Linked DNA regions of Mus musculus: regions 2 and 3 are each linked to region 1. Evidence: chromatin contacts called from public HiChIP or PLAC-seq data. All regions are on one chromosome and are shown on one strand. The core of a region is the stretch at or near the end of the contact, and the rest is flanking DNA. Distances in the headings are between cores, read along the strand shown. Region 1 has its middle 6.2 kb from the start of Gm40110. Region 2 overlaps Ngf (nerve growth factor). Region 3 holds the start of Ngf (nerve growth factor).

Region 1 (3,002 bases), core at 306-2,805:
AATGGATAAAACCCAATGGGAGACAGAAGCCTGGGGCCTAAAGCCATTATCTATTGCCAATAGCCAGTCTTCTTCCACAGGCTATTGATGATAGACTGAACTCTCATGTATATCCCTTCAGCTCTGCTGGCACACCTTAGAATGTATTATATTGTATTATTCCCCAAATAACTTCCTAGACAGTCAGATAACACCCATAGCTGGTTGTAGTAGGCTGCCACTCTGATTACCTGAGTTCCTGAACATAATGCATACAGGTCTACAGGCTCCAAAGATGGTGAGGTAATAAAATGTCACCTGAAATAAAGAGGACTCAAATGGGGTCTTAGAATCCTATGGTTCAGAAAGCTCATTATCATGTTTACTTAATGACCTTGGACTGACAGCATCAATGAGAAAAAAAAGTAGCCTATTGGAAGAAAGAAACCTGGGAGGAAGCCAAGAACTCAAAGAAGTAAGATGACAGTCAATTCCCAGCACTGGATGTGGGAGCTGAGAGAACTTCTCGATCCCTCCTCTACACTTCCCTCTATCTCTGTGCTTCCACTCTTGAGCAACATGCAGGTCAACCCAGGATGACAGACTAGATTCCAACACTCTTGCCTGGCATTACAGCATCCACAGACAGCAGAATTCTTTCTGGAGATAAGACCAGTGCACAAGAGAGCCCTTTTCACTCAGGCCATGGGGCAATATCCAGCAAAAGGAAGATGCCCAAGGCTTTAAGACATATTTCTTTCAGTTGGAAGATACATTTCTGCAGCGAGAATTTTGGTTTCTTAAAAAACAAACAAACAAACAAACACCCGCAGAATATACGTATGTTTTTGTTTTAATCCCAGGTATGGTGATATGGGCTGCTTCACAGCAGGTGACTGTGATTTGCCTTGTGCTCTAGCAAGGGCGTGGTTTTGCCAGCTGCAGATGATTTCTGTGAGTGTGTGACATTTGAAATTCAGGGGACTTTTCAGAGGATATACAAATGCTAGAGCCACCCCCTTCCCCATAGAAGGGGCTGCTGCTGGTTGGCCGGTTGGTAGGTGGTTGCTGTTAGGTGCAGTTTGTTGAGGTTTGTCAAGTCATGTATGAAGGGACGAAAAGAAGAAATTAGATACCCGGACAGCAAAAATCAAACTTGCCCCAAGGAACTCAACACCCCTAGGTATCAAGGAGTCAAGGAGTAATCTAACCATGTCATCACCCCCTTTTCCCTCTGACTTTTTTTCTCTCCTACCTAATGTTAAGGGATTGAAAGTGTGGAAGGAGAGGGGTGGAGACAGGTGGGAAAGAAAAAGAATCCACAAAATGGTAAAAAGCCCAATTACACACTTCTTCATGTCTGTCATTTTTAGCAACATCTTGAAAGGTGGGTTTTCACATCAACACAAAGAAATCTGTCTGGTAAGGCTCAGCACAGATCTGGTATTTGTCCCCACAGTAGGCTTCAGCAGTGCATCAGAATGGCATGGAGGAAGTGCCCTAGCCCAGTCCTGAGGCCCCAGTCCAGCCTGTGGATAAACAGTGCAGGCTGGAATGCTGCTGCTAACCCCACGTGCCTGGACTGATGGCCATGTGGAAACCCCTGACAGCACTTTCCTGTGAGAGACCTGGGCTCTGGGGAGGCGCAGCTTCCTGCTGTGTCACCGTGATGTGACCACGAGAGTGGGAACGGGGCCCAGGAAAACTTCCTTCTGGACTGGGTCGACCCTTGTGCAGAATACTGGCTCAGTGCTGAGCATTTTTTCCCTGAGATAGCAAGGCCTCTGTCATCCTGTCCAGAGAAGCCTGGCTGGCCACTGCCCTGCCAGTATCTATCTTACTGTACCCCTGAGACTCAGGGTTAAGCATCAGCCAATCATAGGCCCTCTCTGTGCCCCTGGTCAAAGGGACCAGATTTAGAAATCTGGTGACTCAGGTACATGGGAATTTGAAGGTCACTCATGCTATCAGGAAATCAAATTTAAAAAAATCTCAATTTTATTACAAAAAAAAGTTAATAAATTGCCTGTCAAACAGTAAAATTGTCTTGATTTCTTTTCTTACTACTTTACTGCAGTTTCCAAATTTTTGTATTATTTATATACTGGAAGAGTAATCTTTATTAAAGAAAAATGTATAATAGTAATTAATTAATTTAATTTAATGTTGCTATCCAAGGGACTCCAAAAAGGACTGCTAGTGAAGCCCTACAGCTTAGCATGTGAAGGACTTGGTCCTGGATCTTTCATTTATCCTGGCTACAACCTCCTAAAATTATCTATCATTCACCGAGAGGTTGGGAATTATTCTGTTATGAAATCCCTGCATCTTACTAAGTGAACCATTTTTCTTATACTCACGCATGATACAAGATAAAATGCTTGTTATTGTGGCATGATAACATGCTGCCATCGAGCCATTTACTGACCACTAATGGATCTTAGCCAAGTGCTTGGTTTTGGTGCTGAACATACATCTAAAATCTATTTAATTTAATTAATAAGGGAACCTATATGTGGCTATAGTATTAGTTCAGGGTCATATTTATGGCCTTTGATCCTATCTTGATCATTTTTTCAACTCGATGATGTAGGTGACTACTTAACTTTGGCTTTTATTGCCTGTAAACTAGGGGTAATACCTAGTTTACCTACTCGATAAAGCTTGGATGAGACACTTCAATGAGACACTCCTAGCAATGTGCTTAGCATGAAGCCTGGCTAAGAGGACAGGATCTGGCTATGCTTTATATTAGGGAGTGGAACATCTGCAATAGCGCCCCTGTCTTTACAGATGAAATTTTAACCACATATAGGTCTCTATCTACATGAACAGTACGTGTATTCCATGCTTCCTGACCAAACTACCCTTGAGGTCTCACTTTTTGCTTAATCCTTATGATTAGGATTCTAAGGGGAGAATGCTGGAGGACACTGTTAGCCAGTCAGATGGCAGAAACCTGACAGTGTACTCATGGCTGTGTATACCACCTATGAGACCCACATCTGTGTCACCTCACATAC
Region 2 (3,002 bases), core at 194-2,693, 120 kb before region 1:
TACACCAATCTCATAGACTCAGAAATTAAGATAATGGAAGCTGCCAGTCTCCCGGTTTTTAAATAACTTCTTAGGGGGCTGGGGAAAATTAGTGGGTAAGGTGTTCATATTACAAGCACGAGGATCTGAGCTTGATGCCTTAGAGCCCACGGGAAGCTGGGTGAGGTAGCACTCAAACAAGGCGGAAGGTGGCTGGCAGCCATGGATGACCTATGACCTCGACAGGCATGCTGTGATGTGTGCACACTAGCAGATGGAGAGGCACACACACATAGTACACACATCATTTTAAAATTAGATATTGGTGTTATCTTTGTAAGAAGATAAAAATGAAATATATATTCAATACAGAGGGGGGGAATTATAGCTAAATTTTTCCAGTATCTAGTGTGTTAGCTGTGATAGTAAATATTTTCAATGCATTATCTGACTTAATTCTCACAATAGGCAATACTTTTCACAGAGAGGAAACTAACAAATTCCTTATGGAAATTTCCAGTTCCAATCAATTAGTAAAGCTATCCTAACAACAGTTTACCCAGATTCTGTACTTTTAATATAGAAAAGCCAAAAGAAACTCAAAACAATTTAGACTAAAATGTAAACATCAGAGCGACTGAATTAATTTGTTACCTCTCTAGCATTTTAAGATAAAAAAAAATTCTTGAAGTTAAACTGAAATACTCAAATTGAATACTTTATGTATTTCCACACAACCTCAGAAGATTTTATTGGCAAGTTACAAATTAGATGATTAAATATAGGTTGCTCCATTCACCTTACTGTCTTTCATTCCAGTGCCATATTGATTTCTATTCCAATCCCTCCTATGCAGAGATAACTGCATTTAGGACACGTTGCAGAATTATCTACCACATCCCAGGTGTTATCCAGTAGTCAGCCCTTCTTTGTTCTGAGGTATTCAGCTGCTACTGAGACTATGGTAATGTTGAACCTTCTACATACCATGCTTTTCCTATTCTTATAGCTATGAAAAAGCTTAACATATGAAGTAAATCAGTAGGAGACTAACATAGCTAAAAACAAAATAGAAAATTATAACAGTGATATGTTATGTTCTCTGCCTCCCTCCCTCCCTCCCTCCCTCCTTCCCTCCCTCCCTCTGTCCCTTCCTCCCTTCTCTGTCTATCTGTCTCACCCCCACCCCCATCCTGTACTCACACTTCTTGTGATGCTATGATATAATGCCTGCAAGATATAAAAGATGGGGTAAAGCAAATGACCCAGCAACGCGCCACTTTATTAGGCTTCTCTACACACACTCAAGGCAGTAAATCTGATAATCAATTCAGTCGCCAGGTGACTAACAGGTAGGGGTAAATCCATACAATATGGATACTCCAGGCCGAAGGGATGGCAGGCATCCTGGCAGGATAGAGCAAGATTTTTATCCAGCTACTCAGAGCAGCATGCAATTCACAACTGAGTTGTTTATTTCTGGAATTTTCCATTGAATACTTTCAGTCTGTGGTTGACCACAGATGACTGAAACCGTGGAAAGCGAAAGTAGATCAAGGGGCAAAGGTGCGGCTTTAGCTATCTAGAAGTGTTTTATTTGACAGAGGTCTTGCCCCTCAGACTGTGTGCATGGAGAAGGGAGAAAGCCTTTCTTCCTCGTGCTTGCTTGGTTTAAAAGAAAACCACAGTTGTCAGAGCATTAGAAGATGGAAGCACGGCTCTTGTAATTTTCTGATGGAGCTTGCGTGGAGCCACCATCTGTGTGTAGGGCAGTTCTGAGTGTCGTGCATCTGATTTCAATAAGTGGAAGAATAGTTCCATCCTCCAGCGCATTAGCAGGCAGGCACATCTGCTCTGCCTCATGCCGCAGAAGCCAAGAGAAAGCCTCTCTGGTGAAGCCTGTGGTCCAACTTGACAACAGAAGACAGTAGTTGCTGTTGGATCCTTTCCAATCCCCACGGAGGTCACGTTTTGACCCTGAGCCTTTTGGATCATGGAAGCCAAGCTGGTATTGTTCATTATCATTAGTCGTGTTGTCTTGACCAGAAAAGGGGAAATCTATGAAGTCTGGATGCAGGATTCTCAAGTCTGGAATTCCTCCCACACATGGAAAACAAGCCTCAGTCAAGGAAACAATGTCCCTGTGTTTGTCACCCACTCATTTCAGGATCTGACCATGGAGAAGAATTTACTCTTTATCAGAGTGCTCCTCACCTGGGATTGATGAGCCACGTCACTGAGCCACAGTCAGAGGATGCCAGCCAGGTGAATATGTGGCAATTAAAGAAAAAAAAACCACTCTGGCACTCTGTAACTGGAAATGCATCCCTGGCCTTGGCAGGAGTCCCCCATTTGCTGTAATGTTTGGATAATTATCAGCAATAAGATGTTTTATTGAACAGTATTTGGACAATGAAGACGAAAAGCTAAACATGCTAATTATTTCCATGTCAATAAGAGAAATGTCCCTTCATCTTCAGACCACAAACATTTCAACTGGCCTTAGGCAATACTGTAAAGTTGGTAACAAGAGTGTCTGTCCCCTTTCTCTCTCCAAAGGGTTGCCCCTCTCTCAGACAGGGGCTCCTAAGGTCAGGACCACACAGAATCATCTGGTGGATTAGAAGGATCCTTTCCTCAGATAGGTGCAGTCATGCCAGGGACAGGGTTTGGAGAGTAGACCCTTTTTCATCTCCTTGGCTTAATGCCTTGACAGTCTGCACAACTGTGATCTGCACAACTGTGGGCTTCTAACTCTGTCTCTCCACCATTGATGGAATAATACTTTCCTTCCAGCCCATCCAGCTGACTTCTCAAATGACGGTGTCATCCCGAGGACCAGGAACCTCAAATGACTGTGCTTTGCTGGAAGGGGCAGGGGATGTGCCTGTGGATCCCAGGGAACGGTCGGGAAGGGATGCTTCAGGGAATTGTACTGGTAGACCATGAGTGTAGCATAGCAGAGAGAGAGCTTGGGACCACTCGTCTTTCTGTCCATTGGCCAGGCTGCCTTGCTCGCTGCC
Region 3 (3,002 bases), core at 127-2,626, 100 kb before region 1:
GCAGGCAGCCCTTTTCATCAGTTATAACTGAGTTTCAGGAGTTCGAGACCCTGAGGAGACGTTATGGATGGGACCTCTGTGGCTAGTTCTGAGTTTGCAAAGTTCAGCTGGCCATGCCTATGGGGAGAGTAGACTGGTACTGCCAGAGAGGACTCTGGGAGGATGGGGGCAATACATCAAATGGCTTTTCTCCAGGGTTTCCATTGGCCTCCCATGATAGATGGGGGCAGAGGCACCCAGGAGAGCAGTATTTTTGGTCTGCAGCTGGGAACGTGCACTGAGTTTTCCTTAATACCCACAGCACCCAAAAGACTTCGTAGTAATACACTTTAACGCACGAAAGACCCATAAATTATCCTTCAAACTGCACAATTTCCAGTCTGGAACAACTTGGAAAAACCAGCCTAACAAGCAGGCTCTTCTTGACTCTCTGAAGTAAACCTGATGAGAAAGGTCAAGCCAAAAATCACCTTCCTTATGAATCTCAGAAAGTTTTAGGAAAGCAAGAGCATTGTAATCAAACGGTGCTAAAGACGCCTTATGTTTACATTGGATTCAAGTTTCAACACCCTGACCCCAGAATCCTCTCTCCCTCCCCTGCAGCTTCTCTGCCTGAACCCAAGAGCGACCGCTGCCCTTCCCAATCCCGGGTGCCAGCCTCTGCCACACCTGGCAGCAGACAGCTGAATGTACTGGGTGACCCAAGCAGTAAGGCTATGCCTTGGGATGCCCAGCAGGCCCCACCGAGGACCCTGGTGCTCGGCACTTGGAACCCAAGCTTCCAGAATCAACCCTTGGTACCCACAATATTACACTCTGAACCCTGCTACAAACACCGAGTCTAGATCACCCTGGCTGACAGTCCTCTTACCTAGGAGCAGAGAGGCGCTCTTGGGTCTGTGAGCACTGCCCAGTCGGCGTGCTGTGCACTCGCCCTCTACCGCGCGCGGGCTACTGTTCCGCCACCCCAGCGCGCTCGCAGCGCGCGCATCCCTCACTCCAGGCTCTCTTGAGCGCTGTCCCCTTCTAGCCTGAGAGCTCAGGCTGGGCAATGCAGCTTCTGCAGGCGCCAGTGTTGACTTTGGTACTTCTGGTCATCCAGGAACAGGGAATTTCACGACCAGGGAGACCCTCACTCCCTTCGCTTCCCTTGCGTGCCCACGATCTCGTGTTCCTACATCTACTCGGGACAGTTCTTTCAAGGGTGCGCTTCAGCCCACAAAGATCTAGCTAGACAGGGATCCAAGCACACCGTCCCAGGGAGCCCGGCAACCCCAGTCCGCCGCACCGCGTTGCACCCGTATCGGGGCTCGGCTCAGAGAAGCCTGACTCACCGATGCGCTCCCCTCCGGCTCCAGGCGCTCTCTGCCGTGCTGGAGCACAGAGCTTCTTTAACAGGCTTCCTGACTGTATTTAGCCCCTCCTCCAGGCTCGTCACACCCTCTCCAAATCCTGCCCCCCACTCACCCGACCCCTCCCTCTCTGGCCAACTCCAATCCCAGCCCGCACCTGCTGTGACTAGACCCAGGGGTCCGGGTTGTAAGGGTCCTGGGGACAAGGGATGGATAGCTCCCGAGTTGATGGGACATAGCCAGGAAAAGCCAGTCAGGGAAGAATTCAAAACCCCTGGTTTAGATGAAAATGCATGGTGGGGGGAGGTCACAGATGCAGAGAGAGATTTTCTAGGGCACCAGGCAAGGTAGCTGGCTCCAAACACCAATGGGCAGACAGGCTGAGCAGGGCTGAGTTGATTGGCTGAGTTGGAGTCCCTTTACCTCTTCCCCTGGCTCACTGCCTTGCTAGCCTCCTGGGGTGACTTAGTCTTCTTTGGTGGCCAGGATATCAGGTGTTGCTATCTCTGCAAATCTGAGAGCTGAAGGAACACTGAGAACACCCACAACACCGGAAACTCCTGGATTGGCCAGTGCCAGGGGTTGCTCTGAAACCAGGCAGAAGCAGAATTAACTAGAATGTCAAGACAGAGGTATATCTGCCTGAGGTCAAAGGAAGAGGACCTTAGGTGTTCAGATTACCCCAACTCCCACTCCCACTGCCAGCCTTAGCACTGGCATTGCAGGGGCCTCCCAGGAGAGCTGGTCCCTTGGAAACTGTAGATGGAACTGTGTCTGTATGTGCTCCCTGCGTGTTTCTAGATCTGGGGTCCTAGGGCTTCTGTCGGTTTTTAGGAGTCAGTAAACACAGACCCAGGAGAAAGCCAGGCCTTCTGCACCACCCCAGGGCTCACCTCAATTCTCTCTCACCTCTTTTGTCTACTTACTTATGGTGGGGGGTCCTCAGTTGGCCCTCCAGAATGTCTTGGATCTGATAGATTCAGGAGCTGATGGGGTCTTCCCCGTTTGACCTCCCCTTCCTCTATGGTGTTTACACCTCAGCTTCAAGGGAGAAATATGCCCTAAGTCAGCTTTTTCACCAAATGTGCACTAACAATTGTAATAAAATTCTATGGATTTTGGAAATGAACACACACACACACACACTTGTGTGAAATGACTTACTTCCTTCGGAAAGACATGTTCTATGCCCCACCCCCACCTTCATGAATGCCACAGGAAGGAATGGATGCAGGAAAGTGAGTGACAGAGGGAAGGTAAGGTACGAAGGTGACACCTTAGTCTAGGCAAGAATCATGCTCCATGAAGTTGGGATGGAGTGAGGCCCAGGTGGTCCTTTTTCCCCATTGAAGGTCACGTGGGAAGGAGAGGACCTATTGATGTATTTCCAGTCCTCTGAATTTCAACTTCCCTTTGACTTTGACTTTGTCCCCACACCTACCATCATGCCATTTCAGGTACTCTGGGGAGGATGAAGGAAGAAGAGAGTGAACTTTTTTTTTCCTTGTTAATGCTCTGTGAGGTCCAGGCTGGTGGATGAACACACATTAGGAGTAAAGGTGAGAGACCAGGCAACACCAGAATAGCAGAAAACAGAGCTGACATCATGGCCATGATGCTCTGTGAGGAAACTTATCACTGTTAATGAAA

Evidence for each region. HiChIP or PLAC-seq counts read pairs in DNA pulled down with a chosen protein or histone mark.
Region 2: an HNF4G HiChIP or PLAC-seq map of pancreatic cancer cells shows a contact between it and region 1. The contact joins two enhancer-like sites. A contact is called at or near these places in 1 of 15 datasets of contacts at CTCF or cohesin (the NIH/3T3 cell line), 3 of 115 datasets of contacts at active chromatin or transcription factors (embryonic fibroblasts, heart atrium and pancreatic cancer cells) and 2 of 9 other capture datasets (adipose tissue and liver).
Region 3: a contact with region 1 is called in a CTCF HiChIP or PLAC-seq map of the NIH/3T3 cell line, with 15 read pairs. The contact joins the promoter of Ngf here to the enhancer-like site in region 1. A contact is called at or near these places in 8 of 39 promoter capture datasets (the 3T3-L1 cell line, 3T3-L1-derived adipocytes, embryonic stem cells and 4 more), 1 of 15 datasets of contacts at CTCF or cohesin (the NIH/3T3 cell line), 14 of 484 Hi-C or Micro-C datasets (the C2C12 cell line, the MC38 cell line, adipose-derived mesenchymal stem cells and 7 more), 6 of 115 datasets of contacts at active chromatin or transcription factors (cardiomyocytes, embryonic fibroblasts, fibro-adipogenic progenitors and 3 more) and 2 of 9 other capture datasets (adipose tissue and liver).

The regions. Positions count from the first base shown.
Region 1 is chr3:102,365,019-102,368,020 of GRCm38.p6, reverse strand. No RefSeq gene overlaps it. Among named protein-coding and RNA genes, the nearest start is that of Gm40110, 6.2 kb to the left of the region's middle. Within about 2 kb of position 1,555, at least 54 of the 459 cell types and tissues checked have an H3K27ac peak or open chromatin away from gene starts, as enhancers often do. A contact at or near this core is called in the C2C12 cell line, the MC38 cell line, the NIH/3T3 cell line and 6 more, where this site is marked.
Region 2 is chr3:102,489,427-102,492,428 of GRCm38.p6, reverse strand. All of the region lies in intron 1 of Ngf (nerve growth factor), which reads right to left. Among named protein-coding and RNA genes, the nearest start is that of Gm46818, 15 kb to the left of the region's middle. Within about 2 kb of position 1,443, at least 62 of the 459 cell types and tissues checked have an H3K27ac peak or open chromatin away from gene starts, as enhancers often do. A contact at or near this core is called in the NIH/3T3 cell line, embryonic fibroblasts and pancreatic cancer cells, where this site is marked.
Region 3 is chr3:102,468,293-102,471,294 of GRCm38.p6, reverse strand. Ngf (nerve growth factor) reads right to left here and starts at 1,376. Exons shown (of 3, transcript NM_001112698.2): 1 at 1,335-1,376.